Linked DNA regions of Mus musculus: regions 2, 3, 4, 5 and 6 are each linked to region 1. A link is a contact called in public Hi-C and HiChIP or PLAC-seq data. All regions are on one chromosome and are shown on one strand. The core of a region is the stretch at or near the end of the contact, and the rest is flanking DNA. Distances in the headings are between cores, read along the strand shown. Region 1 holds the start of Khdrbs3 (KH domain containing, RNA binding, signal transduction associated 3). Region 2 has its middle 31 kb from the start of n-TMcat3. Region 3 has its middle 160 kb from the start of Mir30d. Region 4 has its middle 160 kb from the start of Gm25987. Region 5 has its middle 53 kb from the start of n-TMcat3. Region 6 has its middle 24 kb from the start of 4930504C09Rik.

Region 1 (5,103 bases), core at 1,445-3,944:
GTGAGCTCTGGGGACATTAGCTGCGGAGTCTCTCTCGCATGCCACACCATAGTAAAAAATCATCTCAGTATCGACCATCCCCACCTGTGGGAGATTCCAGCATAACCTCTAAAAAGACTTTCTTTGTAGTAAATAACATGCTGTCATATAACCAGGAAAAGGGGTGGCTATCAGATTTCAAATAAAACTTTACCAAAAATCACCCAAATGCTGACTTCAGACCTGATAGTTTGATAGTTTTTTTTTTAAAGCCCTTGTAATGTTGGAGTTACGTAACCGACCATAATTAATATTTCAAATGACAGAGCACCGTGTTCTGGGTATCAGGCTCCATCTCAAGTGATGCAAAAGCTCACAGTAACAGAAGCACTCTGGCAGCAGAGCATCCTTCGCCGTTAAGAAATGTACTTCTTACAAGAATTACAGTCCGGATGAAAAGCAAGGCAACCGAGTTCAAAGCCAAACAAGCCAAAAAAAAACAAAAAAACAAAAAAACAAAAACCACCTCCCACAGTGTCTGGTTCAAGGAATGGAGCCACTACTAACGCCAGCAGACACAGGAACCGATGGAACTGTGAGCATCTGAACAGCACACGGTACGACAACACGACACAGGAAAACAACCCAGACTTTTAAAAGAACTCCTTACCCTTTGAAACCAGTCTCAAACTTGGGAGTCCGACCCAAGTTTGACTTGGTCTCTTCACCCGGAAAAAACGTACTTGGTTCTGACCATTTCTAATCCGCTGATCTCACACGTTGTACAAAGAAATTTCTTACAGAGATGAGAGCCCAGCAAGAAGCCAAAGCTAGACATAAAGATCGGGAGTGGGTAGTACAAACCTAACTGCAGGGACCTAACTACAAGACTGCTCAGAAGGACCGGGCAGCAAAACTTAAAATTCCTTTCCACTAATTTAAGACTGAACAACGCCCATGACTTTTTTCACAAGCTCCGGTATATTAAAGAAATCAAAATAAGCATGCCACTAACCATTAACGGGAGAGGCTGGCAAGCATATTTCTGTTCAAAGAAGCTTCACTTCTTGGAGAAAGTAATTCTCTCCACACCACCCCCACAGGAGGACAACAGCCTAATCCTGACAACTGTCTACAATAGGCAAGTAACAGAGGTCGTGGTTCTAAAACATAGGTGTCTACACACAAATAGAATATGTCTGCCTCATCTTTCTCTCCCAACAATAAGAGTCAGGACCAGCGCTGTGAACAGCATACCCCCAATAGGATCCACTAGACAAAGTGATTCATAAAAATGGTTACAGATCTGACCAGATAATGTTTCTGTCATATCCCTTAAAAAGAAGTATGGAAAAGGAGAGGGGTGAAAAAAAAAAAAAAAAAGAACCAGAGGTTCCCAGACCATCTTCCTCTGAAACATGAACCATGCTGGACCCGGGTGTCGCAGATAGATCCGGTAAAGGCAGGCTTCATTTACCTTCCATCCCAACAGATGATTCAGGAAGCCAGAGGAGAAGTAAACCTGAAGAATACTGTCCTGGGTAGGCGTGCCTCCATAAACCCCAGTGTCCCTGTCCTTGGCACTTCCCGGTTCCTTTTACCACCCGCGCTGGTTGGAGGAGTGTGAAAAATGGCACAGGCGGGTGGATCGTTTGGCAATGTGTTCAACCCTAAGCCTGACACCAATGAGGGTCACCCGACCAGCTTGTCTCAAGAAGAGAAAAGAGCGAGCAAGAACTGGCTCTCTGGCGGGCCTCCTCTACCAAACTGAGACCTTCAAGGGCCGCCTGCCTGCCAGGCTGGCATGAGTGCCCGCCCCCAGGAACAGCAAACTGCCCAGCCGGCGGCCGCCTAGGCACACACAGAAAAACCGTGGGAGAGAAGCTGGGCTCCTCCCTCGGGGCCGCTGGAGTCCTCCCCTCTATCGTGCTTGGAGGATCTGACCCTAAACCTCTTCCAAGGTCCCCAAACTTCACTAACAAACCAAGCACCTGTTCCCTTCACCTCCTGCGCAGCAGATTCGCCCAAGCCCATCCTTATCCCTGATGCGCTTTCTTGCAGCTCCTTAGATACCCCAAACACCCCAGGTCCCAGGGCGTCCCACTCTCTTTCTCTCTGGTGGACTCATCCAGGACCAGTCCAGACACAGGCTCCTACACGCTCTCTGTCCTCCTCCCAGAAGTTTCCCCTGGGTCCACCAGGGTCCCCAAGGAAGAGACTCCAGTCCCTTGCTGATGTCGGGCCTCCTCCCTCCTCTCCGGAGCCGGCTACGCGGGTGCCGTTAACGGCCGCCGAGCTCACCTCGGTTCACCAAGCGCAGGGCGTGCGTGAAGGAGGGGTCCAGAGAGTCCTTCTCCGCCATCAGCTCCGGCAGGTACTTCTCCTCCATGCTCGCCGGCCGCCGGGCCCGCTTCTCCGCCCCGCGGCGCGCGCGCGCCAGCCGCCCCGCAGCCCGAGCCGCCCGCCCCCGGCGGCGCGGACCCCGCCAGGCGCCTCGGCGGCTAAGCCGGGCGGGCGGCCGGGCGGCGGCGGCGGCTCGGGGCGGGCGGCGGCCGCTCAGCCCGGCCCCGTGGAGCCCCAGATCACCGCGCTGCGGGCCGCGGGCTGCAAGGCGGCGGGATGAGCGAAGAGAGCGGGCTGGAAAGCCGAGGAGCGCTGGCCAGTCTTGCTCGCCGGCTGCGACGATGCCTTGCTCTGCCACGACCCGCCCCGCGCGCCACCCCGCGCGCTCTGAGCCGCCGCGCAGTGCCCCGCGCCCTCCCCGCCCCGCCCGCCGCGCCTGCGCGCTATGCTGACCGCCCGGCGCGCGCCGCCTCGTGGGGGCACTGGGACTGCGCGGGCCCGCAGCGGGGACATTGTAGGGGCGCTTCCGGTCCCTAGATCAGGGGTCTCCATCCAGGGCTCCCCGATGAGCGTCTGTAAGCTGTCCAGCATTGCCTTGTATGTGCAGTCTGGGAAACTGAGGCTCATGGGTCAAGTGGCGCGTCCAAGGTCACCCGTCCTAGCCAGAAGGGACAAGGGCAGAGCCTTTGGAGCCCAGGTTCATACTGCCAGGCTCTGGGAACAGGCAGTGCGACCAGACTCCTGGTTTGCCAAAGCACCACGAACTTGCCCAACTTAGGTCGCTTTGCTGTCCGCTGCTATTTGTACGAAAATACCGCCGGGCAGGACTTAAAACGCCAGCCTCCTGAGACCCTTGGCGCAGAAGTCGGTTACATAAAAGCGCCTGCCCTTCAGACTGTCTTTGTCTTCCGAGACTTGCTCCGTGTTGCCCTTCTCCTTATATGGTGGTGTCTGGACGTGGATGAATGAGTCTCTCTAAACTGTCTCCAGTAGGGAACCTACCACACCACGCATGGTGGTGATGTCTTCTGTCGCCCTCCGACAGGCAACCAGACCCCAGCAAATGCTCTCCTAGGCTCCTTTTAGATCCTCTGAGGTGTGTGGAATAAATGTCTCACACTAGACCAAGGACTCCTGAGTCCCTGTTCAGAGGATATCATAACCCCAACCTCGATAACCAGAGTCCCTTGACAGTGCTCAAGACTTCCCTAGAAAAACCTTAATTGCTTCGTTTTTTTCCTCTCCCTGTACTCTAAAGCCCTTCACAGAACTACAACTCCGCTTTCACTAGCCTAGGGCTATCTTGGGGAACAGCAAATTTTGTCTGAGGGAGAGGTCTCTAACACCTGTTGTCAGGGACGGATGTGGAGAGAGCGCCAGAACAGTGTGCTGAAGGAATCCCCCAAGCACCTGATCCCTTTTCCAGCCTTGTGTGGACTTGGTTGCAGGTTAGGTACTACTGTAGCGTCCCCGACAACAACCTCCCCCTTGTCTCTCTTTAGTCAGAACTGGCAAGTGGCAGTAAAATACAGTGGTTAACTAGTTCTGACCTTTTAGCAAACTTAGGTCATTTGTGCCTCAGTCTCTTCATCTATCCTATGGAGATGAGAAAAGATTATTTCTTAGGAACCTCATAAGGATGTACTATTTCACAATCACCAGGCACAAAATGAAAGCCAGACTGTTCTGTGGCAGTCTCCCTCGCATGGCTGCTTTCTGAGGCAGAAGCTTCGAAAGGCAGCAGGCAACACCATCTGTGTGCTCCTTGATGCTGAAGACAGAGCACAACCCCAGCAGAGCAAGCTCATAAGGGTAGATCCTGCTTCTGACCCTGAGCCCCATGCCGGTCTGGCCATGCAGTGTGGCCCAAGTCTGAGCCTCACATCTGGCCCCCCAAGAACTATGTTATGTCAGCAGTCCCTGACATAACATAGTTCTTGGGGGGCCAGATGTGAGGCAGTTGGGGAGTTCTTAAGGGAAGGTTTTTCTCCCTTTACATCTAAATAGAAGCACATGCCTCTTGCTCTAGTCTCCCTAGACTTGAATTCCAGGGATCCTCTGACAAACACTACTGAGGAGAAGAGGCAGGCAGAGTGCCTGGTGAAACAGCGCTCCCTGCCCCGTGTCTTCCATTTTCTGCCTCGGTAGTAGTCTAAACTTTCACTGATGAGTATCTTTATTAAGCAGTTACTAATTATCTTTATTAAGCATTTACTAATTATCTTTATTATGAGCATTTACTAAGTGCCAAGCTGCTCTGGCAGCTTTATACATCGTCCTCTTGATACCTGCAGGAAAGATTCAGTTTATCACCATTTACTCATCAAGAAATCTCCAAGGCTGAGGAATTTTATACTTTGCCAACTGTGCCACCACTGGCAAGCTGAGATTCCAGGCCCTCCTAGTCTGAACCCTTCCCACACCTAACCCTTTCCCGGGTAGTGATCTGAGCCTGATTAGATCTCTGTCCCTCCTCCAGTGGTGCTTTTGGCAGAGATGTCCCGCCAGCAGCTGGGGAGGAGGACTGTGTACCATGAGGCCTACAACAGAGATGCTAACGCGCCTGCTCTGGACCCTCCTCCTCACAGAACTCTCCAAGTGGGCAGGTGCCCAGCCCTGTGAGTGCTCATGCTGGGTCCTCTAGGGGAGAAGACTGATGTTCCTGTAAGAGGCTCAGAAAATCGTCCCCACCCACCAGTCTGGCTGGACCATAAGATCCAGGGCAGGGCACCACCTCCATGTTTTGCTGGCTACTCTGCTGTTCTTCATGAAGTTACCATC
Region 2 (5,103 bases), core at 1,660-4,159, 440 kb before region 1:
GGAAAATGCAAGACCAAAGCACAGTAAGTAATGTTGCTTCCAAAGTGGTTCATAGGCCTTGTAAGCTACTAAATCAGCCTGGGGCATTCTGTTTTACCATGTTGGGGGGGGGGGTCTAAGAAAAGAGCTGTAGCTCTGGTTTGCAAAAATCTCCAGAGACAAGACAGTTATTATTATCTGATACACCAGTTCAGAATAAGAGCAAGAATGAGCACCCATTTCTTCATGACCATGCTGATCTTCCTTCCACCCAGCAAGTAGAATCTGATCAAGGTGAACAGAAAGAGCAGAGTCTGCCTTCTTTCTTACACTTTGAGTTGATTGATTTTAAGTAGAGCTATGGAGAAGGCCAAGAGTCTAGAATGTGTCCAAAACCAATCTAAACTTCTATTGCATGAGAAGCCTATCTATAGAGATATGATGAAGGCAAAAATAAGTATATATTATGAAAACTGGCAAGATGTCTTAGAAGGTAAAGATGCTTGACTTACAAGCCTAGAGACCCACATAAAGGTGGATAGAGAATGAACTCCATCATTGACCTCTATACTTGCACTGTGGCATGTGATTTCCCTTCCCTGTATCTACTCTCTCTCTCCCTCTCCCTCTCCCTCTCCTTTCCTCCCTCTCTCACTTACACACACACAAACACACACACCCTTTTCAATTTTTGAAAAATATATAATTTTAATTTTAGGAGAATACTAATGTATTAGTTTTAATTTACTCCTGTAAGATATCATTCCCACATTTGTGAAAATATGGATATTTATAGCTACTATACAGATTGTATAAATAAAAATAATTTGGTGAGGATAATCCTACATAATCCTAGACACCATTCTGATTTCTTAGTTCTATCAGAAATAGCTGTGTAACTGTGATTTTATATCAGTTTTCTCCTAAATTAGCAGAAGATAAATTTCTCCAAGTCTTATACTCTGCAGTTTCATAGACCCGTCTATTCAGGCTTCCCTAGGGGAACCCTCCTGCACACTTCTTGCTCTCATATCTTCTCCATTCTTGGAAGTCCAGGTGGCATCTCAACTCCAGCCTAACGAACACACTGATCAGCATAGAAGTATCATTGCTTTCTGCTCATGATCCTGTAGTGGGTAGAGAATTCCATCTGGTTTTGTTTGCTGTCCTTTAAGATGTTATCTTTAACTCTGCAAAACATTCTGGATTACTCAAAAACAATCATGGAATCTCACTTTCCACTCTGAGTTATAACAGAGAAAGAACATCCAGTCACCTCTGAAAAGTTTGTATTGGTTCCAATTCTGTTCTGTTATTGCTAATGGAAGAACTTACGGCAAGCTACTGCAGATTTTAGACATCAATTAATTCAGTTTTAAATGTATACATAGTGAAAATGCAAGAGGGGAACTTACAATATTATTTAAACCTCTTTGCTTTTAAGTAGAGACAACAAAATTATATATGGTAAATAGAATTAAAATGGGGCTTTGTAGATTTCCTTGGCCAGAGGATAGGCTTCAACACAAATGGACATATCTCCATGAAGTCCAGCCCCACTTAAAATGCATGACTGATAGAGGATACAGAGATTAAATTCCTTTCCGAAGTAGTCAGAGGCCCATTGGAAGTAATAAAGATGACAAGAAAGATTCATGGAGATTGGAAGGGGGAAAGAAGGAGCAGCAGGACTCCAAAAGGGAACTCTGTGGAGACAGCAGGAATATGAAGAGTGGTGTAGGGTGAAAACGGAAATTAGGGAGCTAATAATATAGCAAAGTCCTTTAGGACCCAGAGCCCTTTACTATCCCACCCAAGAACACTGCTTTGTTTTTGGCAGTTGAGTAATATTCCCTTGTGTAAATGAATCACGTTTCTGCATCCATACTTCAGTTGAGGGGCATCTAGGTTGTCTCCAGGTTCTGGCAATTACAACTAAAGCTGCTATGAACATAGGTGAGCAAGTTTTCTTTGTTGGATGGTAGAGCATCTTTTGGGTATATGCCCAGGAGTGGTATAGCTATTTCTAGAAGTAGAACTATTCCCAATTTTCTGAGACACCTCCAAATTGATTTCCAGAGGGGTTGAACAATTTCATATTCCCATCAGCAATGGAAGTTTCCATTGTTCCTCATCATCATCGGCATGTGCTACCCTTTGAGTATTTGATCTTAGCCATTCTGGTAGGGTAAGGTAGAATATCAAAGGAGTTTTGATTTGCATTTCCCTGATGTTTAAGGACATTGAACGTTTCTTCAAAAAAAAAAAAAAAAAAAAAGAATGTCATGAATTTTACAGGTAACTGGATGGAACTAGAAAAGATCATCCTGAGTGAGATAATAGACCCAAAAGGCCATACATGATATGTACTCTCTTATAAGTGGATAGTAGCCAGCCATAAAGTATAAGATAACCATGCTACAAACCACACACACACACACACACACACACACACACACACACACACACCAAAAAAAACCTAAATAATAAGCAGGGTCCAAGTGGTGATGCTTGAATATTTCTCAAAAGAAGAAATAAAAATAGATATCACAGGTGTATGGAATGGGGAAGAAAGAATGGAGAGGGGAACTGGATGGAGTAAGGCAGATCAGGTGTAGGGAGACCAGGGAAGAAAGAATTTAAATCAGCAATAGGAGGGGGTTATCTCTAGAACATGCCAGAGACATGGGACTTGGGGAGAGACCCCAGGGTGTCTATGGGGGCAAATCTAGCTGAGACTCCTAGTAGTGAGGGATATGGATTCTGAAATAGCCACTTCCTGTAGCCAGACAGGACTCTCAGTAGAAGAATATAGACAGCAATCTACCCACAAAACCTTTGACCCAAAATGTGCCCTGTTTACAAGGCATGCAAGGATCAAAGAGCAGAGACAGAGGGAATGGCCAACCAATGACTGACCTGTATTGAGACCCATCCCATGGGCAAAAACCAGTATCTGACACTATTAATGATACTCAGTTATACTTGCAGACAGGAGCCTAGTGTAACTGTTCTCTGAGTAACTTCACTCAGCAGCTAATGGAAGCATGCAGAGACCCACAGCCAAACATTAGATGAAGCTCAGAGAGTCTTGTGGAAGCATTGGGGGATTGAAGGACTTGAATCAGACAAGGACTCCACAGGAAGACCAACAGAGTCAACGAACCTGGACTCCTGTGGACTCCTAGAGACTGATCCACCAAAGAGAGAGAGGGCGGGAAGAAGGAGAGAGAGAGAAGGAGAGAGAGAAGGAGAGAGAGAGAGAGATTAAGATGGATGTAGGCCCAGGACCTGTGCCTGAATCTGTTGCTTGCCTGTGGATTCCCATCCCCTAACTGGGCTACCTTGTCTGGCCTCAGTTGGAGAGGATTCTTCTAATCCCTTAGTAACTTGATATCATGGGGAGGGAAAGTGATACCCAGTCCCCTTTCTCATGGGAGAAGGGGAGGAAAGAATTTGAATGTGAAGAGGATTTGGGGAGAGCTGCTGTTACTGGAATATAAAGTGAAGAAATTAGGGGAAAAAAAAAAAAGGACTGCCTGCTGTATCTGGAATTTAGTTGACTGGCTGTCTTTGTAAGGCAGCCCCTAAAGATTTAGACAATGGGATACATGTGCTTTCCCATTCTCTGCCTAACCACATGTCTTCAACATGCAGGATTAAGCTTGTTAGACTCAGAATGTTCAGCAATTTAGAGCACACAGTCACCTCAAGAGGAAGATACCAGCTCTTCTGCAATCAAAAGAGATAGATGCTGAAACACCAGAAAAAAATATTCATGAAATGCCAATGTCAATGTACTTGTATCCCAAGCTGGAGGAGGAATCCATAATAAGAGAACAAAGATAGTAGCCTATCTTGTAAGACATCATGAGATTAAAAGTAAAAAGGATTGTGAGAGGCAGGTCTGGGTGCTGCTTTCTTATTTACAGGATGGAGAACTGCACCTGGTACACTAGTAAGCCTTGGGCACTTTATGTTCAGTAAGCAATATGAACATGAAGTTGGAGTTTGAGGAAAAAAACAACTAACATCTTCTGCTTCCCTGGAGCCAAAGAAAGTTGAGTCTCAATGGGACCTCAGAGATAATGTCATATAATCAACCAGTACTTACTGTGGAGCAGCAAACGTTTAGAATGTCTGTGAGACTGCCCAGGGTCAATGCTGGGTAACCTCATGCAGCCAAGTGTCCTCACACATGTAAGTGACTCTCTAGCACCCTGCTGCCTCTTCTTATTCCTCTGGAGCCCAGCACTCATCTTTCAAACCAGTGCATCAGGACTAAGTACAAGTACTTAAGTCTCCAAATGCAGGTACATGTATAAAGAAGAAGTAAATTTCCAGCCCTGCTGGGATAGGAACAATTCTGTGCAATGGTGAATATAGAGAGGTTGGAAGAGGTGTTTAAGAAATAAAAGAACATGGGAGATGCGTTTTATAATTCATCAAAGCTACAACCACCGGCACCTCATTTTTTATAATAAAGATTCTGTTTGTATAGACTACAAATATAAATGGAAAAGAAGAAAGCTGTATTACAGCTAAATATCAGTCCAACCTTGGATCATTCCAAGTGTCCTTATCTAACCTTTTCACATACTGTTCCATATTGATAGAGAAAATTTTATATAAATCCAGATTCATCTCACTATGAGTAAATGATGCTTTGAATAAATGACACTTTGAATATCCCCTCTAAAGTCTATGTATTAGAAACATAGTCACTAATACTACAGTGGCATGAGGAATGCTAGCAGGTAATCAGTACATGAAGACCCTGATTACAACACTAAATCTCCTATTACAAGAATAAGGTAGTTATTGCAAGAATGGATTTGCTATGGAAGGCTGTTCATCCCTCTTTGATATCTTGCATTTAGCTTTTCTTGCCCTTCATATTTCTGGAACATACATGAAAACTCTCTCCATATGCTACTACCATGCTCTTGGACTTCTCAGCAATTATTTTCTTTGTATGTTACCCAATCTGTTGTTTTGTTTTGGTAGCAGAAAGCATACAAAGGCAATTCAAAACTGCACTTAGTGCATAGCCTGAAATAGAGCAATGCAAACCACTGCCATTGTGCCCTGGTGGCATGCAATAAGTACTGGACACTCCAATAG
Region 3 (5,103 bases), core at 1,855-4,354, 430 kb after region 1:
CACCATTCCCAGCTAAATATATAACTTTCTTTTTCCTTCCTAAACACTCATGCCACAAAGACATCCAATTTGGGTTTGTCGATGTGACTCTGGGTTTGCTCTCTGTCATTCAGCTTATGTTTCTGTCATTAATACTCCACTCTATTTATCTGTCTGGTGTATCTGATTCCTTCTCTGACTTCTTCAATATAAATCTCTGCTAAATTTCAGCATTTGTAGTTTACTAATACAAACATTTTAAGCTAAAATTTCTCCCTCTAAGGAAACATTTGGATGTATCCCCCATATGATTGGTTGAATATTTTCATCTCACCCTAAATACTCCTCCTTTGACTCTTACACTGTATTAAAATGAGATGTTGAGTTATTTATTTATTTATATACTTTATGTATGTGGAGTACACTATTACTCTCTTGAAATACACAGAAGAGGGCATCTGATCGCATTACAAATGGTTGTGAGCCACCATGTGGGTGCTGAGAATTGAACCCAGGGCCTCTGGAAGAGCAGACTTTTTGAACATGTAAGGTTTGGTTAGTTTGGCTATTGGTAATCTCTACGTAGTCTCATTGAAACTGGAGTACATGGTCTTCAGGCTGTCCAGTATCAGAATGCCAATCTTGTTTTGTGGTTCAATATGTGGTCAATTTCACACGTGTTCCTTGTATGATTAAAAAGTGATAACTTCACAATGGTTGGGTGAAATTCTCTAGGTCTCTCTTTGAGATGAAGATGAATAATTGAACTGTCCAAATCTCCTTTGGCCTTCCTGATTATTTGGTTATTTATGTTATTAATTATTGAGAGAAAAATGTTTTTAAAAAAATCTCCTGTGATGCTGGAATTATCTTTTCCTTCCAGTTCTGTCAATCTTGGTTTGAATATATTGAGGCTGTATAATTAGATGCATAAAAGTTTAATTGGCTCTATCTATATCCATAGGAATAGAAAGTTATTCCTTTGTAAAGGGAAACCCTTCATGTCTAACTAGTTTTCACCTTATATTGTGTCTACTATTAAATAGCAGGGCAGATTTTGTTAGAAATTTCCAGGAATATAACTCGGGGCATTTTTCTTTCATTCTTCCCATTGCTTTATGTTTGAGGTGTACATGAATACAGGAGCAGTGGACTTTTAAGTCATGCATTACCATCTTTGTTCTTTAGTATTTTTCCAGTTATATCCACCCCACTAGCTTATACATTTGTATTTGACTCTATCATGGTACTTTGTGCCCATTGACCTTGTCGCTTTGTATCTTTTTTTTGTCTTTTTCTTTGATCATTTACATTTTTTAAAATTTTTAATTCAAATTAACATTTCCATGTCCTGGCTTGGAGGCTATACACAATACTAACATCCTCTTACATTCTGCCGTAGTAGGTCAAACATATTCACAGGACATACTTACCATCTCACAATTCAAGAACTTTTGGTGCAATATGGGTCATTGGGGCATTCCCTAAGTTTCATCTCTATGAAAATGTCCTCCTCTGGGAGGGAGAGATGGCTCAGCAGTCAAGAGCACTAGCTGCTCTTCCAGAGCTCATGAGTTCTATTCCCAGCACCTAGAGGGTGGCTTACAACCATCTTTAATGTGATCTGATGCCTTCTCCTGATATGTCTAAAGACAGTACTCACATATACAAAATGAGGAAATCTTTTTTAGAAAACTCTTTGGTTGTGATGCTTGAAACACACTCTTTCTTGAACAGTGGTTCAAGATCAGTCATTTTCTTGAAATAGATTCCATGTACTGTCCTAGAGGGGCTTGCTGCCATGGGTCTCTACACTGTGTTGTTGCTACTGAGAAATGTGGCCTTTGGAGTAAATGCTATTTTTTTTTTTTGTGAACTGTGTTCATTTCTCCCCTGTGCCTTTTTAATCTTTTCTCTAACTTTGGCATTCTGCTTTTATTAAGCTTTGCCTTAGCTGTGGTTATGTTATTTTCTCTTGCTTGAGATCCCCCATGTCTCGAGACACATTTCCTTTGTCAGTACAGGGGAATTCTCAGCCATTGTCCTCTCAAGCATTGCCTCCATCCTATTCCTTCCTCTCAGCCTGAGATTGCAAATTGACACATTACAGCTTTTCATTTAAACTCCGCACACATTAATTTAGGTTTTTTTATTTTGCCTGATGCTATTAGAGCCACTCCACCTCTCTTGTGATGACTGTCGGATGGTGCATCTTTCCACTGTTTAACTTTCATCCTGTGCTTTGCATCTGAAGAGGCTCTTCTCAAGACATCACAGGGTTAGATTCTGTTTCGTTTTGTAACTAGCCTCACTGTCTCTGCTTTCTATATGAGTGTTTTAATGTAGTCACTGATATGGCTTGCACCACACTCCTGTTACATTGCTACTTGTGTTCGTCATGTATTTACTGCCTTCTTTCATAATGAATACATATTTTCTAAACTCAGCTCAGGACTGCTTCCAATAAGACACATCCTTTGACATAGCCCCCACCCTGCATGTGCTCCTGACCATGCTGAAAGCTGTTCTCTGGATCTTCAGGACCTCAGCAGGGGTACCACAGGGCAATGAGATCCCCCAAGAAAACAACTGAGGGCATCATCAGGAAGCCATTTCAGAATCAAAAAGATAAGGGGAGCTAGTCTTTGTGGAAAGAGGGGCAAATGTAGAATTCCTTCACACAGGAAGTTTGGCCACAGCAGATCATTGTACATGGTAGAAGAAACATGTTCAAGTTTTATTTTTTTATGTTAATACTTATTAATGTTTTTCATGTGACTTAAAAAGCAGACATGCACACACATACACACTTGCATACTCACGCACACATACACAAAAAAAAAATCAGACCTATATCCTCTCACACCTATTGTTGCTAAATTAAAATTTTCTTTTGAAGTAAGATTTTTAAAAATAAACATGCACTGAATAGTGGTGCAGGTGTCCAATAAAAGGGACAAAATTGTGAAGGTGCTATCTGAATGCTTGGAGCCTGGGAGTCAGTGAGCTGAAGTAGGAAAGTGTGAAAAAGCACAGGGCAAGGAGCTGCTCCCAGAGAGATATGAGGATGCTGAGGAGGAGGAGGAGGAATCCAGATATCTTGGAAAGGACCACATTGTGCAAGGCTTTAAGTACTTTGCCAAATAGCTTGGGACTTTTCCCAAGAGCCGAGCATAAGGGAGAGAGCAGAGACAAGGAGCTGCCAGGATTTGGTTCTGAGTAAATGCCACTTTCATTCCCACATGCTAAGTCTTTATGACTTCTGCCAGCTCAAAAAGTCAGAGATGTGAATCCAAATAATTGTCCAAAAGCATCTATGGCAGCATCGTCCATGAAAAATCAAAAACTATGAGCATGATAAATAGATGTGCTAAATGATGCAGACCTATCCACCCAGTTGCAGCAATCTAAGTCCTTTCAGAAAAATAACCCGAGAGATGCTCACAAGTTAAGTAAAAACCCAGAAAACAAATACAACAAGAGATTGTGTATAGTTATATATGTAGTTTTTATATATGTGTGTGTGTGTGTGTATACATATATATATACATATATATATGTATATATACACACACACACATATTCATAGGAAAAACAAGTTGGAAGGTGGTACATATATTGTATGTATCTAATAATATCCATATTATAATTTAAAATAATTCTTGGTCATTTCTACCACAAGTAATGTACTACATTTTTTAAATAGAGGGAAAAGGCTGTTTTTTTTTTCCAAAGACAGATACATTTGCATAAAGATGTTGAAGTAAAGAAGAAACACCAAATCCCTCCCAAAATAGAAGTGGATACAAAAACTAAAAGAGTAAGTATGCAGTGCTCAAAGGTAGCCATGGACCAAAAGCAAGCTGCTGAGTCACCAACACTCTAGCAAAGCAAGGGACTGGTGAGTGTAACGACCTTGACCACTAGGCAATCCAAATCACTTATGTTGGAACTGCCCATGAGGAAGATCAAAGGAAACATCAGGCATCTGTTCATCATGGACCATAAAACCATCAGACAAGCTGTTCTGGAACTCTGTGACCTTGGGTGAACAAGGGCGACCTTGATCAGCTCTGGTGCAGAGAGTCGGAGTAAACTTGATTGACCCCCTAACTATGGTGTTTCAGAGGGTGCCCCCAAACTGGGATATCTAAAGTGCCTGTGCCCAGCATTGCTATTTTTTTACCATCAAAACAAAGGGAAAAGGAAGAAAAGGGAAGTTTCTGAGGACTATTCATTGCTACCCCTGTAATAATCTCCCCAGGAAAAAGAGAAAAGAGAAGATCTCATGGCTAATTTTGAAAATCAGAGGATGTGCTAGAATTCTCTTTAGAGCACCGCCTCTTTGTCTCCTGTAGGCTGAGTGCTTATACCTCGAGTTGGTCTTTTGTTCCAGAAACCCCAGGCTTAGCCTCATCAATAATAATTTGTCAGAACTATTTTCTAAACCTAAAGTGAGAGTGTAGAACAAGGAGAGGATTTTCGTCGGGGTCAAATGTTTGTCCTACACAAATGAACTCTCCCAGAGAAAAAATGAATGCACTGTATCAAAATTTAGTTCCCTTATACTCACACTAATTATTTTAATTGACTGGTTTGTTGCTATTTGTTGAAATATGGTTTCATTCCATAACTGAGGGGCGTCAAAACTGAGATTCCTTCTGACTCAGCCTTTCAGATCTTGGGAATAGGGATATGTGCTGTCACACCCTGCTCTCTGATCCCCTTTAAAGCAGAAGAAAGATAATGTTTAGGCTTGTAATTAATATTAACTTTTTTCACTTTTGTATGATAGTTAAATCATAAAATCCAAGATGTGGGGAGGCCTAAATTCCTCTGTTCAATCCTTTCATTTTGTAGGAGGGAAAATAGGGCTTAATTCTGGGTTAAGAATTCAGTAAAAGAATTGACACACTGACTCAAATGAATAGTTCAAGATTCGATAGTTTGACATGTGTAGAGCTCTATTTCTTTGTCATAAGCACTTATAAAAAGTTTTTGTTGACCCTGAGTCTCAACAGTACAATTGTCCACTGGAATTATATTTCCCACGGAACTTCAAAATACTGAGCAAATCCCCATGAGTGCCATCAAGTCTTAGTACTAGGCAGACACCTGCAAGCA
Region 4 (5,103 bases), core at 1,532-4,031, 420 kb after region 1:
GAGACAATGCAGTGCCAATGGGCATTTAGTTGGGGGCCTGGGGCATTCTTATATATCATGTGGCCAACTCTCCAGAGTCAAGGATATGAGAAACCATGTTAGTGATGACGCTTTCTCAGCTGTGCCGACCAGCAGGAGGCAGTATCCTAATCCACGGCTTTACTTCAGTGACTCTGGATCCCTAGGTTCTGGTAATTTATTCCCTCTTTTCTTCAACCTTACCCTACTTTCTTTGTTATGTTTTCTCTTTTTTTTTATTAGATATTTTCTTTATTTACATTTCAAATGTTATACCCTTTCCTAGTTTCCCCTCCAAAAATCCCCTATCCCCTCCCCCCTCCCCCTGCTCACACCAACCCACCCACTCCCATTCCTGGTCCTGGCATTCCCCCATACTGGGGCATAGAACCTTCACAGGACCAAGGGCATCTCCTCCCATTGATGACCTACTAGGCCATCCTCTGCTACATATATAGCTAGAGCCACAAGTTCCACCATGGAACATCAATATTATGTTTTCTCTTTTTCATTGTTCACCAAACCCAGAATGAACTTGCAAAAAGGCATCTTCATCTCCATTTTAAATGCAAGTAGATCATCTCTGGAAAAGGAAGCCATGTACCCAGGGTCTCATGGGTGTCATTAGTAGTTGAGTGACCTTTAGTCATGCATTATGTGAGACCAGGGCCCCCTCTCTACTACACCAGGGCCCTCTACAGAAGGTTTCTGCTTCCTTCATTCTCCAACCCTGTCTTCCCTCAAAGAAAACCACCTAGACTATCCCCTTCAGGTTAACTCTCAGAAAAAGAATTATGAAGTCAAAGTTCATATATAGTTTTTACAGCTATGGCCTAAAATGTGTGAAGGTAAATCATCCCGAGTCTTAGGCTCAGGGAAGAAGCATGAGTTGCAAGCCCACAAGCATTGTAAGTGAGGGATCAGAACTGTGGACAACCTTCTAATCCCAATGGCCCTGTCCAAAAATCTAGGGCTACTTCCCCAGCATGAACCCTACAGCTGTTCACACCAATGCCAGAAGCCTCCTGATGATGCTGTGACCCCAAAGCCATCCCTCAGGCTCATGCATGACAGCTCCCAGGAAATAAGAAATGGACAGTGGCATGTTGGTGGAAACAAGTCACAGCAGGGAAATGAGGCTCCATGGAATTAGGTCCTAGATTGGCCATGGAAGATCCAACATCTAATAAGTTCTCTGCTTTATAGTAAGCCCCGACGGCCTCAGGCAACAAGGAACAATTATACAGTCTACACACCACATATTCTCACAGAAAATCCTGTGCTTAGACTGGTGCTACTACCCCCTTTACCCACTTATTTTGTCCTGGCCTTGGTTTCATTATCTGAAAAATGAGGTAAGAATAACAGGTGGTTTATTGTCACAAAGATTAAATGAGATAACATATGAGAAAGTGCTGTGACTGTGCTCAGTATGTCATTAAGGCTAATAAATATCACTATCACAATGCTTTACAGTTTACATCCATTCTTCACATATATGACAATCACAATTTGGGTAAGAGGCAGATCATGATGACCTATGTCTAACTCCAGATGATGTATGAAAAGGAGAAAAAAAGATCAAGTCTGACTCCTCTGGCTTTCTGTGGACTTACCTGTGCTTCTTGAGTGGCCAGATATCTCTGTTTGCCAAGAACCTTGTTGGCTAAAGCCTAATCACTCCCTCCTTTGCTCCCAAGAGCTTAGCAGCCTACATCACAGGCATAATATTCCATTGATAAATTGTCTCAGAGTCAAGGGGGGGGTCCCCCCTTTTTGTTCTTTAACAATTCCATACTTGTAAATAATGAATTTTAGTCCTTTTTACCCCTTACTCTCCTCATCCTCCGCTCTCTCCTGTTGAGATCCTTCTACTTCTTAGCCAGTCTCCCACCTTCTTTCGTGTCTCCTTCCTGCATGTGACCTACTGAGTTTAATTAGAATTGCTTGCACAAATGTGAGGCGAAGGTTATTTACTGAAGCATGAGAAACCCATACTTGTCTACACCAATGAAGAAAACGGTATCTCTTTGCCCAGCAACAACAACAAAATAAAACAAAACAGAAGCAAGCAAACAAAAAAAGCCAATAATCTCCCAGAGGGAAGTGGGACTTGATAGCTCCTCCCCCATATTGGAATAAATCTCGTGTAGGTCTTGCATAGAGATCCACAACTGTACTGAGATCATGGGTACAGTGGTCAGATCATATCCACAAGAAAACATTTTGCTAGATATCTCCATACCCTCCGGATCGTACAATGTTTCCTCTCCCTCTTCCAAGATTAGAGCCAAACATAGACTCAAAACATGATCAAAAGCTTGTATTCTGTAATCTGAGTGTGTCAATGTTAGCTGGGATTTCAATCTCTGTGACCTTCAAGAGCCTTATCTAAAATGAGGACAAATTAGAGCTCACTTCATAAGGTGTTGTGAAGGCAAGAGAGATACATATAAAAATGTGTGGCTGGTGAGGGGTGAGTACTTTATATTCAGACAATGACTTTAGGGTTTTGTTTCGTTTTGTTGTGTGTGTGTGTATGTTGCTTTAAATAATTGCTTACCCAAAATTTTCTCTGGAATCCTAGTTTAGCGAAAAATCAAAGGATGAAAGACTCTGAAAGACCCACCAGCCTCATAAACAGTCACCTTTAAACACACAGTCAGCTGGAGCTCCAGGCAAGCCTTGGTCATTACAGGTGCCAACGGAGAATGTTGACACCACTGAATTTTGCCCTCAGCTTTCTTTAGAGTTGCTGCTGGTGACGGCTGGTGATTGGTGACAATTTTCTTCCACTCCAGGATGTGCTAAATATTTGCAGTTGACCAGCATTAGATGGAAGTCTTCCATGGCTATATTTAACCTGGACTATTACAATTCCAGCAGAAGGAAAACTGCCCATGACCTTGGATGGCCATTACCCTTTGTTAACTCTTTCCTGGTTAGCCTGAATCTCTAGCTTACTTTACTCCAAAGATATGCAAAACAAGGGACAGAGAAAGTACTAAGAGAGATAAGTTTTATACCTACATAAAGCTCAGGAGAGCTTAACTAGAAATTCTGCAAGGGCACACCTAGTGATCACTCTTGTTTCATTCATGAGAAATCCAGTGCACAGAGAGGCTTAGAATTGTAGTCAAAGTCATAAAGCAAGTAAACTGAAAAGTCATTTATTGCCTATAACTTATACCAATTCTTCTTGCCATACCAAGCTTATGTATTTCTGTTCAATGGAGTCCTTAAAGGCACATTAGACTCCCTCATAGTGTTTCCTATGTGACTTAGCATGACCCAGCAACACCTGGCCCAATGTCTTGCACCATGGCTTCCAATTATATGCAGAACCTGTGATCACTACAGCACTAGAAACATGGCTTCCTTACCCTCACTGGCTTCACACATAGGCCCACCAGGCTTCAGGCTACAGACTATTATTGTGGCAGTTTATGATGAGCAAGGAAGATGAGAATATTAACTCTTCCTGCCAGGTAACTTGTGACCAATGAAAGGAGGGGACCAGGAGGAGCAAGTACCAAGTTCCTTTCCCATCATCTACTCATGTGGCCCTTTCAAAGGTGTTCCACATAGCTCAGAAATAGCTAGATGTCTAAGTCTTTCCAGGAGGGTAGCTTGACAGATATCATGGGAGAGTCAGAAGCCCCAAACTCAGAGACATTCCTTTGTCAATCCAGAGCAGACTAATGAGAAAAGAGTAGCGGCTCTTTATGGCCATTGTTGGTTATTATTATTATACAGAGCTACACAAGGTCATTTTTATGCAAGTATATTATGCCCTTTGAGTGTATTCCCTCATGTCTCACTATCCTTCTCCTTTTCATTCTTTTCTAAATAATGAAATTTCTTTTAGTAGTAGTTATTCTTTTCTATATGTTGCTTTAGGCTTGGGTTTTAGAGTTTGTTTTGATGCCATCTTAAATTTTTGACATGATTTTATGTTATCAATTAGTTCCTTTTGTCATCTCTCTGACAAGTCACTTGACAGAAAGAACTCGGGCAGGATTTCTTTTGCCTCACTATTTCTCTTGCCCCATAAATTTGGACAGGACATTATTGTGTCAAGAACATGCAGTGGAGGAGAGATGTGCCCTTTGTGACCATCTAGGATGCAGGGCTCAAGACAGGAGGCACTACTAAATAATACATCTCCAGTCTCCAAGGTCCTAGTTCTTGTGAACTACTGCCTCCACCTCAGCTCTACTGCCTATGTTTCCAGAACCACCAAAAATAGATCCCTAGTCTTGTGACTAGCATTTTATTAATGATCTTATGGGGGACATCATACATTTAAACCATAGTAGTTGGACATTTGTTTATCTTTAAGTCAGCCTGCATATTTATTCCAGAAAGAATCCTGATTGATGTGTTAGTGTTAGTATGGGTATCTACCTTCCATACTTTTTATGAAAGTAGCCCTTAGCCTTCTCAAATCTAAGACTTAGCCAGGATGGTCTGTGACTCAGAGGACCTGGAGATCCTGAGAAGAGACTTAATGGAAGGTAGAGGGGTTCCTTGCCTTGCTAGGCAATTCAGAGCTGAGAAGGGAGATGGCAGCTTCACAAAATTCCATGAGACAAAAAATGTCAACCCTTAAAATTCAAGAACAGCCACCAACAGAAGCAATGGGGATTATGGGCCATATTTAATATGGTATTCAGGGAAGAGAGAAGTGCCCTCCTGAAGGTTACCAAGGTGATAAGCATGCTAACTAAGCAGAGAGGAGAACTGTACCCAAACTGAAGGCAGTGTTCTATGGATTCTTGGTTTAGATGCCAGCAAGAATTGAAAGATGAGGAGCTCATGCAGAAATTTGATTATAAGCAATGTTCTTGTGTTTAGTAATCACACCCTGCAAAACCAAGGACAGATTAGAGAGACGTGGATCAAGAGGAGCATGGAGAACATAACATAATTGTTGCTTCATAGCTCATCGTCAGTAGATGAAAGCCATGCATGAGAAATAAGAGGTCAGTAAGAGGAGACAGAAAACAGTTTTTTAAATAGGTCTGGTAACCTTGGATATTCAACCAAACTACCTGTAAGTTATAGTCTTCTTTCAGTAAGTTC
Region 5 (5,103 bases), core at 1,936-4,435, 410 kb before region 1:
CACATTTTCTCATTATATTAGCCAGCTCCAGGTCAGCACCTCTCTCAAATTGAAAATTATTCTACATAGACTGCACATAGTTTTGTTTTTCTTCCTCTGTCTGTTCAGTTCAGAAAAATAGAGATGTGTTATTTCATCATCTCTCTTCTCGATAGTTGATGTGGACAAGTGGAACCTCCACTCTGACATATTCCTGCAGTTTCTTTAGGGACCCGCAAGGACTTCTATTCAGTTGAATTAAGAAAACCAAATGGAATGAAACGCACTACAGTCAGCAGGCAATTGGCAAGAAATGAAAAGAAGCTTTCAGTCAGATGATGTATTCTTACTAAATTTAATTCAACCCAATGGGTCTTCACTGTACACCTCCGAGAAATTTGGGGAAGAAAAGACAATGGCTAGATCCTGAACATTTACAGTGGACTGGGGCAGAGGAGTGGTACAAAGCTCACCTGGAAGATAGTTACCTCATTTTATTTATTTATTTATTTATTTATTTATTTATTTATTTAATCTATATGAGTACTATGCAGCTGTCTTCAGACACACAGTAAAAGAGTACATCGGATCCCATTACAGACGGTTGTGAGCCACCATGTGGTTGCTGCGAATTCAACTCAGGACCTCTAGCAGAGCAGTCAGTGCTCTTAACCACTTAGCCATCTCTCCGGCCCAGTCACCTCATTTTTAATGTGACAGATTTGAACAATATTCCTACATGTGTGGTATAAATGGGCTAACCAGAAAGTAAGTTCATAGTAAATGATGAGTAACAGTAAAACAAATTCAAGATTATCTCTGTACTATTGACATTCATGCAGCTAAGATCTAGGAATGACTGACAAAAGCTACCATGTTGGGTTTTTCTGTTTTTTGTTTTTTCAAAAATTGCAGACAATTATGCTACTGAAACGTCTCTGTTTCTGTTGCACATATTTTCTACTTGTAGAATTTAGAAGAGGCCCCAAGGTTCCTGTGACTTTCATGGGCCCCTTTACAAAACTGCAATGGAGAATATATGACAGATCAAAAGAATAAAATGAATAAGATTTGAGGGTGTGCGTACACATGTGCACACACATGTAAAGGAAGATAGTAACTGTGAAACAAGAAGAGAAGTTTCTTAATATAACAAAACAGCTAAGAGGAAAGGGTAGGTGTGTAAAACATAATTTTTAAAGAAAGGAAAAGAGCACAGAAGTAGAGTGTGTAACGGGATGGAATCAGGGTCAGAGGAAAATGATGACCTCTATGTACAGGGTAAGCTCATTTCCAGAAGACATTAAAAACTATTAACAAATTAAAATATTCCATAGAAAAGGTTTTTTTCCTTTTTTTGATAGTAAACCATCTTTGCATTCTTGGAATAACTTTTTAGTGGGCCTTCCTTTCTTTCAACTATCAGGTAGATCAATAACATCTTTATTATATAAACTGTTTATGCCTTAGTTAAATTTTTACCAATGTCATTCCATAGTAGGATGGCTTTTTCTCTTTCTTGTTTTCTCTGGTATACAGCATATATTGTTTCTTCCTTAAAAATGCATTTATCTCGTGATCCTGCTCTCATTTATATGTTATCTGAATAGTGAATTCTCACATACTACTGTTTGATCCATCAACTCTGATTTCCATGACAAAGTTTTCATTCCCCTGGATTTTCCCATCCTTTCTCTCTCTTTTCCTTTACTATCATCAGACAGCCTTCCAGATAGTATAACTTTATTTTCATTGAATTACTGAACCCTTCTGTGCATAATACTTGGCAGCTGGCAAACCCCACTTTACCCCCACAGTCTATAAATATAAGCATATTAATAGTAGCAATGCTTTACTTAACTTAAATGTAATACTAATTTAATTGAATAGCAATAATAGTACCTAATATTTTGGCTAGCAATAATAGCATCTAATATTTTCATATCTTTATTCCATGTTAGTTGTATACTTAGAACATTGCCAAAATCAATGCCTTCATGTCTTACAGTAAGTCTCTATAATATGTTTCAACAAGAAGCAGACAGCAGAGACAGGAGGAGAAGAGCCTTATGAAAGTCTGAGTAAGAATAGGGTATGCAAAGGCAATATAGGACAGAAGTCTGGGCTGGTAACACGAGCACTATAAACACAAAAATCCTACAGCGATTACTCGAGAAAAGCCATGGTTCTTATAATCTAGAAATGCTAGCAACAGGGACACAGTGACCTAACCGATGATGTAACGCAGTTGAAGTATGACTCTACAATGAAGGAACAGCCTGATCACACCTTCAGACCTCCTAAGCCTTACTAGAGCTTCCTTTAACTCACTGGTTCTGAATCGTCCCAATGCTGTGTCGCTTTAATACCTTTCCTCATGCTGCGGCGGCCCCCAGCCATAACATTTTGTTACTACTTTGAAACTATAATTTTGCTACCGTTTATAAAGCTTAATGTAAATATCTGATATGTAAGATAGTCGATATGTGACTCCTCCCCCCCCAATGGGATTGCAACCCACAGGTTAAGAACCACTGCTTTAACTAAAAATGAGCTATTTGAACCAATTTATACAGGGATAACTATCTGTGTCAACAAGCCATGTAATGGGAAATCCTGATGAGAAGGAGAAGCATTTTCTAGTGCCCTAAAAACACACACACAATTCTTGTAAGGATGGATGTCCAATATTACAAGCAAGCAAACATTTTGAGGACAAGTATGATGTAAATATAATTCCAGGTAATGAAGATAATTAAGAGCATGTATTCTCACCTGCTTGCTTTTGACACCTCTCAAGAAGCAGAGACTCATTGCTCACCTTTCTCTACCTAACATCCAGACCCAGACCAGGAATATACCATGTGTTCTGTGAATTGCATATGAACAAAGGAATTAGAGGCATAGCATGATTTTTGTTAGCCAACTGACCTGCCAGGATAAGTTTTTGGTTGGTAGTCCATCCACCCACTACTTTGTATAATGAAAGGATGATCTAAATAATCTGAATTTACACTGGTCACACCTGTGTCAACGATCCTAAAACCATCTTATTCACCTTTGTCAATTAAATGTTGAAAACACTGTCTGCTGTAATCCAGAAACCCACTCTTTGCTAGGTATTCCAGTTGGCCTATGAAAACCACAGTAGAAGCCAGAGCCATTAGGAAGCTAACACATCAGTCCAGATAGTCTGCTGTCGAAAAGCCCTCACCACTGAATAGCTTATTCACACTTCTGTTCATTCATGGCTTGCTCATTCCAGCTCCCTGCTGTGGCTTCCTTTGGCCAAATTTTCCAGCTATTCAAAAAACCACAGCTGCCTCTACTGCATGAGTACAATGGCTTCTTCAGAAGTCAGAGTCTAAGAGAATAATATAGATTATTCTTATGTGGTACTTTGTTTACACAAATTTTTTGGAGCACATACCTTGTGCAGGGGATGTACCTAGAATTTATTAAATATTTGTTTGGCCTCTTCCTGTAACTCAGGCATGAGCCCTTCTGTATAAGGAGAAAAGATGTAGCAATTTGCCAATGAGGTTCTGAAAAAATAAGTCATAGTTAATGTCTTTCAGTAAATAACAGCAGAGAAGTAAGGGGGAACAGTAAGGGTCTCCTAATCCCAAGATAACACTGTTTATGGAAAATGATGGTGAATTGTTAAAGATTTCAAATAACTGCTGGGCCAATTTTATTGTGTTGAATGTACCTATTCTAATCAGCAACAATTCAAAACCCTTGTGTTTGTTAGTTGGTAGCTGACAAAGTCAGCTACTGTATAGTCTATAGTCTAAAATTGTGACATATTAGTAATAATAATAATTCAAATGAAATACTCATTTAATTGAATAGCAATAACAGCAAATAATAACTTATTTTGGTCAAGTTACTCCATGCTGTCTCCGAATTAAGAAATTCCCTAAAATAAACACCTTTAAGTCCTACAGGAATCTGCTACTCTAGGCATTGCTATTTCTTTTATGTCTCAATGAGAGAACAGAGATACAAAAAGTCATGTCAATTGTTGAGGCCACAAGTAGTTACTAGAGAAGCTGAGCACTAACACAGTCTAGATTCAGAGACGAGACAATGTATTTTACCATCTCATGCTATTATCTTTCTCAATTCCCTTACAGAAGGCATAGGACAGAAGAGGATCATTAATGTTTTGTAGTTAAAGAACCTGAGGCTTGGAGAGTGGCAGTTACTTCATATGGTTCATAAGCATACATAATATACAAAGAGAGCTGGAATTCTTGTTCAATGTTCTTTTCTAATGTCCTAAAATGATTATCTCTTTCTACTTATTTGCTTACTACTGGGGATATAAGATGACATTGGCTAAAAGAGCCAGTGCTGGATAGATTTATTTCAACTTGACACAGATAAAGTCATCTCATAAGAAAGAACCTCAATTAAGAAACTGCCTCACCAGATAGTGGTGGCACATGCCTTTAATCCCAGCACTTGAGAGGCAGAGGCAGGTGGATTTCTGGGTTTGAGGCCAGTCTGGTCTGCAGAGTGAGTTCCAGGACAACCAGAGCTATACAGAGAAGCCCTGTCCCCAAAAAATTCAAAAACCAAAATAAAAAGAAAAAAGAAAAAAAGGAAAGAAAGGAAGGAAGGAAAGAAAGAAGGAAGGAAGAAAGAAAGGAAGAAAGAAAGGAAGGAAGAAAGAAAGTGCCTCAATAATGTCAGGCTGTAATTAGTGATCGACAGGGGAGAGTCCAACTATTGTGGATGAGGCCATCCTTTGACTAGTGGTCCTGGTTTTTTTAAAAAATAGCAGGCCGAGCAAACAATGGAGAGCAAGCCAATAAACAGCATTCCTCCATGACCTCTGTATCAGCTGCTCCCTCTCGATTCCTGCTCTGCCTACGTTCCTGACTTTCTTTAATGATGAACTGTAATCTAGAAATGAAAGATGAATGAACCTTTTCCTCCCCTAGTTGGCTTTGGTCATGATGTTTCATCACAGCAATAGAAACTCCTAATTAAGATAAATCATACATTGCAGTTTCATGACAGCTACCCATTTAAAACTATCCTCCCAATTCTAATGTCTTTAGTGAATAATAGACCCAGGACAAAACCACAATATTTTCATTGCAAACCCACTGA
Region 6 (5,103 bases), core at 1,445-3,944, 320 kb before region 1:
TGTCTTGGAGCGCAGTTCTTCAGGTCAACTTAGCATGGAGGTCCAGTTCAAGCCTGATGCTGAAGCCTGACTCTGCAAGGATAACTTCATCAGATCTCCTGCAGGGTTCATTCTCTAACTCCCATAGGTTTCTGTCCCTTCCAATTCCTTTCTGTTTGCCCTCCACTTAAGCCTCTTTAACCCTTTCACTCTTTAGCACACACATATGTATACATGTATTTGCTAGGCAAAATGTAATATGTGATGCAAGAGTTAATATTAGTAATTAAGATGAATAAGAGAACTTGTGTCCATCCCAGCCTGCTGTCAAGGGAAATTAGGACTACTTGGAAAATTCGACTCAACAAAACCAACAAAGTTTGTGAATTTGTTTCCATTCAATAGCTATGACACTGTGTAAGGACAAAAGTATGTCATTCTCTATCTGGCATATTCATGACACAATTCCACCTACTGATCAAGATATGAGGGTATTTTGACTCATGGGCTGTTGTGTTCCTCCTGAGGTCATGGCATAAGGAATCACCAATCTTGAGATCATTTATCATCAGAGAGAGTGGAGAACAGGTATAAGAGGCCAGTGTAATCAGGTGGCTTACCTAAGAGATGCAAAAAAGAACTTAACAGACATTAGATCAGCTAAACCTAAAAAAAAAAAAAAAAAAAAACAAACAAACAAAAAACCATTAGACCTTTTTGCCTAGTCAATTAATATTGCATCATCTCACTAATAAATTCTATTCCTACCTGGTATCCAGAACAAATCTCGCATGACTTTGTCAACAAGGCCATATCTTTTTTTCCTGCAAATAACTTTGGCCTGTGTTCCTCATAAAAAGAAGAAAACAGGATGCTGGAGAGATGGATCACTGATTAAGGGCACTGACTGCTCTCCCAGTGGTCCTGAGTTAAGCTCTCAGCAACCATACAGTGGCTAACAGCCATCTATAATGTGATCTGATGTCCTCTTCTAGCATGCAGTTATAGATGCAGGTAGAGTACCTGCAGACATAAAAATAAATAAATCTCAGAAGGAGGAGGAAGCAGAGGAAAAAGAGAAAACAATGTAAGGAAGCTATTAAAATAATGGTAAGAATCACAAGACCCTCACCCAGATTTCTGGTCATTAATCTTTTCTCCCAATTTCATGTGACCAGGTAAAGTGTTGAACTATACAAAGAGTTAAAAGATTAACTGAAGGATGGAATCCATGAAGTCAGTGCCCATGCCAGAATAGAGTTTTCCAGTGATATATCTGTTTTGAGAAACCTGTAATACTGTAAGCAATCCCTTATCCATGCCTTTGGAAGCAGGTTTAGCAATTCATTAGTTCACTATGTGATTCTTGTGTGGAACTGTTTCTTTGGTCCGTCACCATCTGCCCTATCTGAGGTGAATGGACATCTTCTTCAGGGAAAAAAAAAACCATCAACATGTATCAACTGAACTGTTGGCAGAGTGTTTGGTTTCAATAAGTAGAAAAGGAAATATTGGCTTAAACATGTTGTATAGTCATGTCTTATTCAGGCATTTACTCAGTAAAGAATGATCTGCTGGCCAACAGGGTACAAAGGTAACTCAGCAGGTTGGGTTCTCTACCCCCAGGCAAAGACTGCAGAATAGGATTCACATTCTCATTGCTGTTGACAATTGAGGCTACATCATATTCTGCTATAAAGATGTGAACTAGGCACATCATGTTTGGCAAAATTCTGGTCTTGATTCCTTGGGTCTCAGCAACACTCTCATCTCAGTTGTGAAAACCAAAGATACTGTGGGCATTTCCAATATCCACCAGAGTCCAAATTTCAAGTTGAGAGCTACTGCCAAACATTTTAGAGAGAACACTAGATAAGTTCAATAAGCAAGGTCTATCCAGGGCTGAGCATGTAGAAGCAAAGTGGAAGAAGGCAAGGCCTTATACTATGATGAAGGCAGGGAGAGTGAAGACAGAAACAGACACTGAGTCTCTAGACTATGATGGAGGAAGAACAGGTGCATAAGAGTACATTCTGAAGGTCTTCAAGTGTTAGGCTGAGGTTTAAGCTATCTAATAACTCATTCAGAGCTGCTCCAAAATTTAGCAAATGGAACATCCATTTCCACATCCAAATATGAAAATCCACCAAGCTGAGACTCAAATGAAACATCTCTGCTTACATATCCTGCAGTAATCCAGAGTCTGCATCAATTAAGCAGCATGAATACTCTCACACATACTCTTGAGGTTAGGCTGACACTGTGGACATCCTTGGCAACAGATGGAGTTAAACAAAACATAGCCCCACACTGTTTAAAACACAAGGCTCTATACACCAAGCCCAGTTCTTTTGCCTTCTCACTCCCTGCAGTATTTGATTTAAATGCCCCGCTTTTGTACTAACTCACTAGAATAATTGACATCTCAATATCTTCCTGTCTTTGTCACTTGTTACTAAATATATGTTCTCTTCAGTAAAGTTTTCAGATTGACTGCTGCTGACAGACAACACAGATTTCAACATTTACACAGAAGTTGTCTGTCAAAAAAAAAAGAGGTTGTTGGGTTGGGGAGGAGACAAAGGGGGAAATTGCCCTATTTTAGGATGTCTCTTTGCTTAAAATGCAGGAAAGAGGGGAGAGAGAAATCTCTCTCGTGCATAACAGCAATTTATGCCAGGATGCGCAGTCTTGCTGGAGAAGTTGCTAAGCAACTGCCTGGCAGCATGTCAGGGGCAAAGGGAGATGGAAGAGAAAAAAGACACTAAGGCCTGGGCACTGCAGGACATAGAAATTTGCCAGAGATACCACCCTCTTCCCTCTTTCCTGACAGATAGGGCAAATTAAGAGGTTATTTTGTATCTCTATGGTGAGAAGACAGAGACAGAGAGAGAGAGAGAGAGAGAGAGAGAGAGAGAGAGAGAGAGAGAGAGAGAGAGAACAGGTTGGAATGTGGCCATTGCTGCTGGCATTTTGTCTACCATCTTGTATCAGAGAGCCAGCTCAAGCTAAAAGTCAGATAAGGCCTGACTTCTCAGTCTGCAAAGGGGTGAATATATCTCTAGATGTATCACAGAACCATGGTGTGACCACTATTGTGATATCCAGCTATTCAGACTTTCCTTTCTCATGGTGTTCAAAATAATCACAGCCAACTTTTCAGTTTCTTGTCTTTTGAACCCCAGGAGAACTGTCTACTCCAAGCCCAGGAGCCACATAATCTTCATCTGTCATTACCCCAGTGGAGTGGTAACTTGAACTGTCAACTTCACTGGGTTGAGAAAAACCTAGGTTATTAGTGAGGGACTTGTTGGGTGTATCTCTGAGGATATTTATTGGGAAGATTAACTGACAAGTGGAATTCTTCTCTGAACAAGGTTGCACCCTTACATGGGCTGGAGTCTTGGGCTGAATCAAAGGGGAAAAAAGGAAAAAACAAACAAACAAAGGACAACACAACAGCCCTTTCTCTGCTTCCTGTGCTCAGACCCACATTGCTGCCATCACAGCCATAATCTGTTCCCACCATCCTGCCATATGACCATGTTTGATGGTTCCATCACCGAAAACAAAAGCATCCTCACTTAAATATCTTTTTGTCAGGGATCTGCACATAGCTTCATGTAACTTAGACACCTCAGGGATGAGGATCCCACCTAGCAGGCAACAGTATAGTCAGCAAATGATTTCATCATACCTTAACTGAAACAAGGCCCTTAGCAGGTTTGTCAAGACCTTTTATTTCCACATGTTTTCCCTGATTTCCAACAGGTCTTTCTCTCACTTATTCGACACAAACACAGTCTTCTTCATTTTCTCAGTAAATCAGCAACCCTGTCCTTTCTCCCTGCATGAGCCAAAGCATTGATTATTGCCTCTCTTTACATTCTGAAACTGAAGTCTACCCCAGCCTCTACTCTGTTTGGTTTTATATATGCAACTAAATTTCAAGTGGAAAATATAGAAAAAAAAACTGTATAAGAGATACTGTGGAAATCCCACCCAGAGAGAGCTGATCTCCCAGGAGTGCTGACACACATGAGAACACATTTAAGACCACCACTTCTGCTCAAATACATGGCTCAAGAGGGACCATCCCAGTACCCTCAGGACACAGGAACCAAAGAACAGCTGGGAACAGGATCCTTCTAGTTTTCATTTGCACCCCAGAGCTGACCATGTGCCACAACTCTCCATACCCAAATTCCTCCCAGAGAGAACTGGTCTCCCAGGAGTGCAGTCACAAAGGCTTAAAAGAGGGACAAGCCACATTCAGAGATAGCAAGATCAGCTAACACTAGAGATAACCAGATGGTAAGAGACAAGGGCAAGAACATAAACAACAGAAATGAAGGCTACTTGGCATCATCAAAACACAGTTCTCCTACCACAGCAGGCCCTGGATACCCCAAGACATAGAGAAAGTAAGACTCTGATTTACAATCACATCTCATGATGGTGATAGAAGACTTTAAGAAAGACATAAATAACTCCATTAAACAAATGCAGTAGAACACAGGTAAGCAGGTCGAAGCCCTTAACGGGGAAACATAAAAATCCCTTAAAGAATTACAGAAAAACACAAACAAACAGGTGAAGGAATTGAACAAAACCATCCAGGATCTAAAATTGGACATAAAGACATTAAAGAAATCCCAAAGGGAGACAACCGTAGAGATAGAAAATCTAGGAAAGATATTAATAGTCATAGATGCAAGCATCATAAACAGAATAAAAGAGATAGAAGAGAAAATCTCAGATGCAGAAGATACCACAGAAAACATGGACAACATAGTCAAAGAAAATGCAAAATGCAAAAAGTTCCTAACTTAAAACATCCAGGAAATTTAGGACACAATGAGAAGACTAAACCTTAGGATAATAGGTGTAGAAGAGAGCAAAAATTCCCAACTTAAAGGGCCAGTAAATATTTTCAACAAAATTGTAGAAGAAAACTTCCTTAACCTAAAGAAAGAGGTGCCCATAAATATACAACAAGCCTAAAGAACTTCGAATAGATTGGACTGGAAATGAAATTCTTCCTGTCACATAATAGTAAAAACACCAAGTGCAAAAACAAAGAGAATATTAAAAGCATTAAGGGAAAGCTGTCAAATAACATAC

Evidence for each region. Hi-C and Micro-C count contacts between places; a contact is called where the count stands out from the background. HiChIP or PLAC-seq counts read pairs in DNA pulled down with a chosen protein or histone mark.
Region 2: a contact with region 1 is called in a Hi-C map of liver, with 2.7 times the contacts expected there. The contact joins the enhancer-like site here to the promoter of Khdrbs3 in region 1. A contact is called at or near these places in 5 of 39 promoter capture datasets (cranial neural crest, embryonic stem cells, hippocampal neurons and 2 more), 2 of 484 Hi-C or Micro-C datasets (liver and nephron progenitors), 3 of 115 datasets of contacts at active chromatin or transcription factors (fibro-adipogenic progenitors, neural tube and stem cell-derived neural progenitor cells) and 1 of 9 other capture datasets (embryonic stem cells).
Region 3: a Hi-C map of forebrain shows a contact between it and region 1, with 3 times the contacts expected there. The contact joins the enhancer-like site here to the promoter of Khdrbs3 in region 1. A contact is called at or near these places in 3 of 39 promoter capture datasets (cranial neural crest, hippocampal neurons and second pharyngeal arch cranial neural crest), 2 of 484 Hi-C or Micro-C datasets (forebrain and ventral hippocampal neurons) and 5 of 115 datasets of contacts at active chromatin or transcription factors (differentiating embryonic stem cells, embryonic forebrain, fibro-adipogenic progenitors and 2 more).
Region 4: an H3K27ac HiChIP or PLAC-seq map of heart atrium shows a contact between it and region 1, with 6 times the contacts expected there. The contact joins the enhancer-like site here to the promoter of Khdrbs3 in region 1. A contact is called at or near these places in 2 of 39 promoter capture datasets (the 3T3-L1 cell line and hippocampal neurons), 4 of 484 Hi-C or Micro-C datasets (cerebral cortex, forebrain and ventral hippocampal neurons) and 5 of 115 datasets of contacts at active chromatin or transcription factors (differentiating embryonic stem cells, embryonic forebrain, forebrain and 2 more).
Region 5: an H3K4me3 HiChIP or PLAC-seq map of neural progenitor cells shows a contact between it and region 1, with 14 times the contacts expected there. The contact joins the enhancer-like site here to the promoter of Khdrbs3 in region 1. A contact is called at or near these places in 13 of 39 promoter capture datasets (the C10 cell line, cranial neural crest, embryonic stem cells and 8 more), 3 of 484 Hi-C or Micro-C datasets (common lymphoid progenitors, liver and uterus), 5 of 115 datasets of contacts at active chromatin or transcription factors (fibro-adipogenic progenitors, microglia, neural progenitor cells and 1 more) and 2 of 9 other capture datasets (embryonic stem cells and pancreatic islet).
Region 6: a contact with region 1 is called in an H3K4me3 HiChIP or PLAC-seq map of forebrain, with 4 times the contacts expected there. The contact joins the enhancer-like site here to the promoter of Khdrbs3 in region 1. A contact is called at or near these places in 3 of 39 promoter capture datasets (the C10 cell line, the HPC-7 cell line and liver), 1 of 484 Hi-C or Micro-C datasets (olfactory sensory neurons), 2 of 115 datasets of contacts at active chromatin or transcription factors (embryonic forebrain and forebrain) and 3 of 9 other capture datasets (embryonic stem cells, liver and pancreatic islet).

The regions. Positions count from the first base shown.
Region 1 is chr15:68,926,011-68,931,113 of GRCm38.p6, reverse strand. It overlaps Khdrbs3 (KH domain containing, RNA binding, signal transduction associated 3), which reads right to left and starts at 2,694. Exons shown (of 9, transcript NM_010158.2): 1 at 2,281-2,694. The coding sequence starts at 2,368.
Region 2 is chr15:69,363,412-69,368,514 of GRCm38.p6, reverse strand. No RefSeq gene overlaps it. Among named protein-coding and RNA genes, the nearest start is that of n-TMcat3, 31 kb to the left of the region's middle. Within about 2 kb of position 2,909, at least 3 of the 459 cell types and tissues checked have an H3K27ac peak or open chromatin away from gene starts, as enhancers often do. A contact at or near this core is called in liver, where this site is marked.
Region 3 is chr15:68,494,657-68,499,759 of GRCm38.p6, reverse strand. No RefSeq gene overlaps it. Among named protein-coding and RNA genes, the nearest start is that of Mir30d, 160 kb to the right of the region's middle. Within about 2 kb of position 3,104, at least 12 of the 459 cell types and tissues checked have an H3K27ac peak or open chromatin away from gene starts, as enhancers often do. A contact at or near this core is called in forebrain and ventral hippocampal neurons, where this site is marked.
Region 4 is chr15:68,510,344-68,515,446 of GRCm38.p6, reverse strand. No RefSeq gene overlaps it. Among named protein-coding and RNA genes, the nearest start is that of Gm25987, 160 kb to the left of the region's middle. Within about 2 kb of position 2,781, at least 3 of the 459 cell types and tissues checked have an H3K27ac peak or open chromatin away from gene starts, as enhancers often do. A contact at or near this core is called in heart atrium, where this site is marked.
Region 5 is chr15:69,341,058-69,346,160 of GRCm38.p6, reverse strand. No RefSeq gene overlaps it. Among named protein-coding and RNA genes, the nearest start is that of n-TMcat3, 53 kb to the left of the region's middle. Within about 2 kb of position 3,185, at least 8 of the 459 cell types and tissues checked have an H3K27ac peak or open chromatin away from gene starts, as enhancers often do. A contact at or near this core is called in neural progenitor cells, where this site is marked.
Region 6 is chr15:69,243,957-69,249,059 of GRCm38.p6, reverse strand. No RefSeq gene overlaps it. Among named protein-coding and RNA genes, the nearest start is that of 4930504C09Rik, 24 kb to the left of the region's middle. Within about 2 kb of position 2,694, at least 30 of the 459 cell types and tissues checked have an H3K27ac peak or open chromatin away from gene starts, as enhancers often do. A contact at or near this core is called in forebrain, where this site is marked.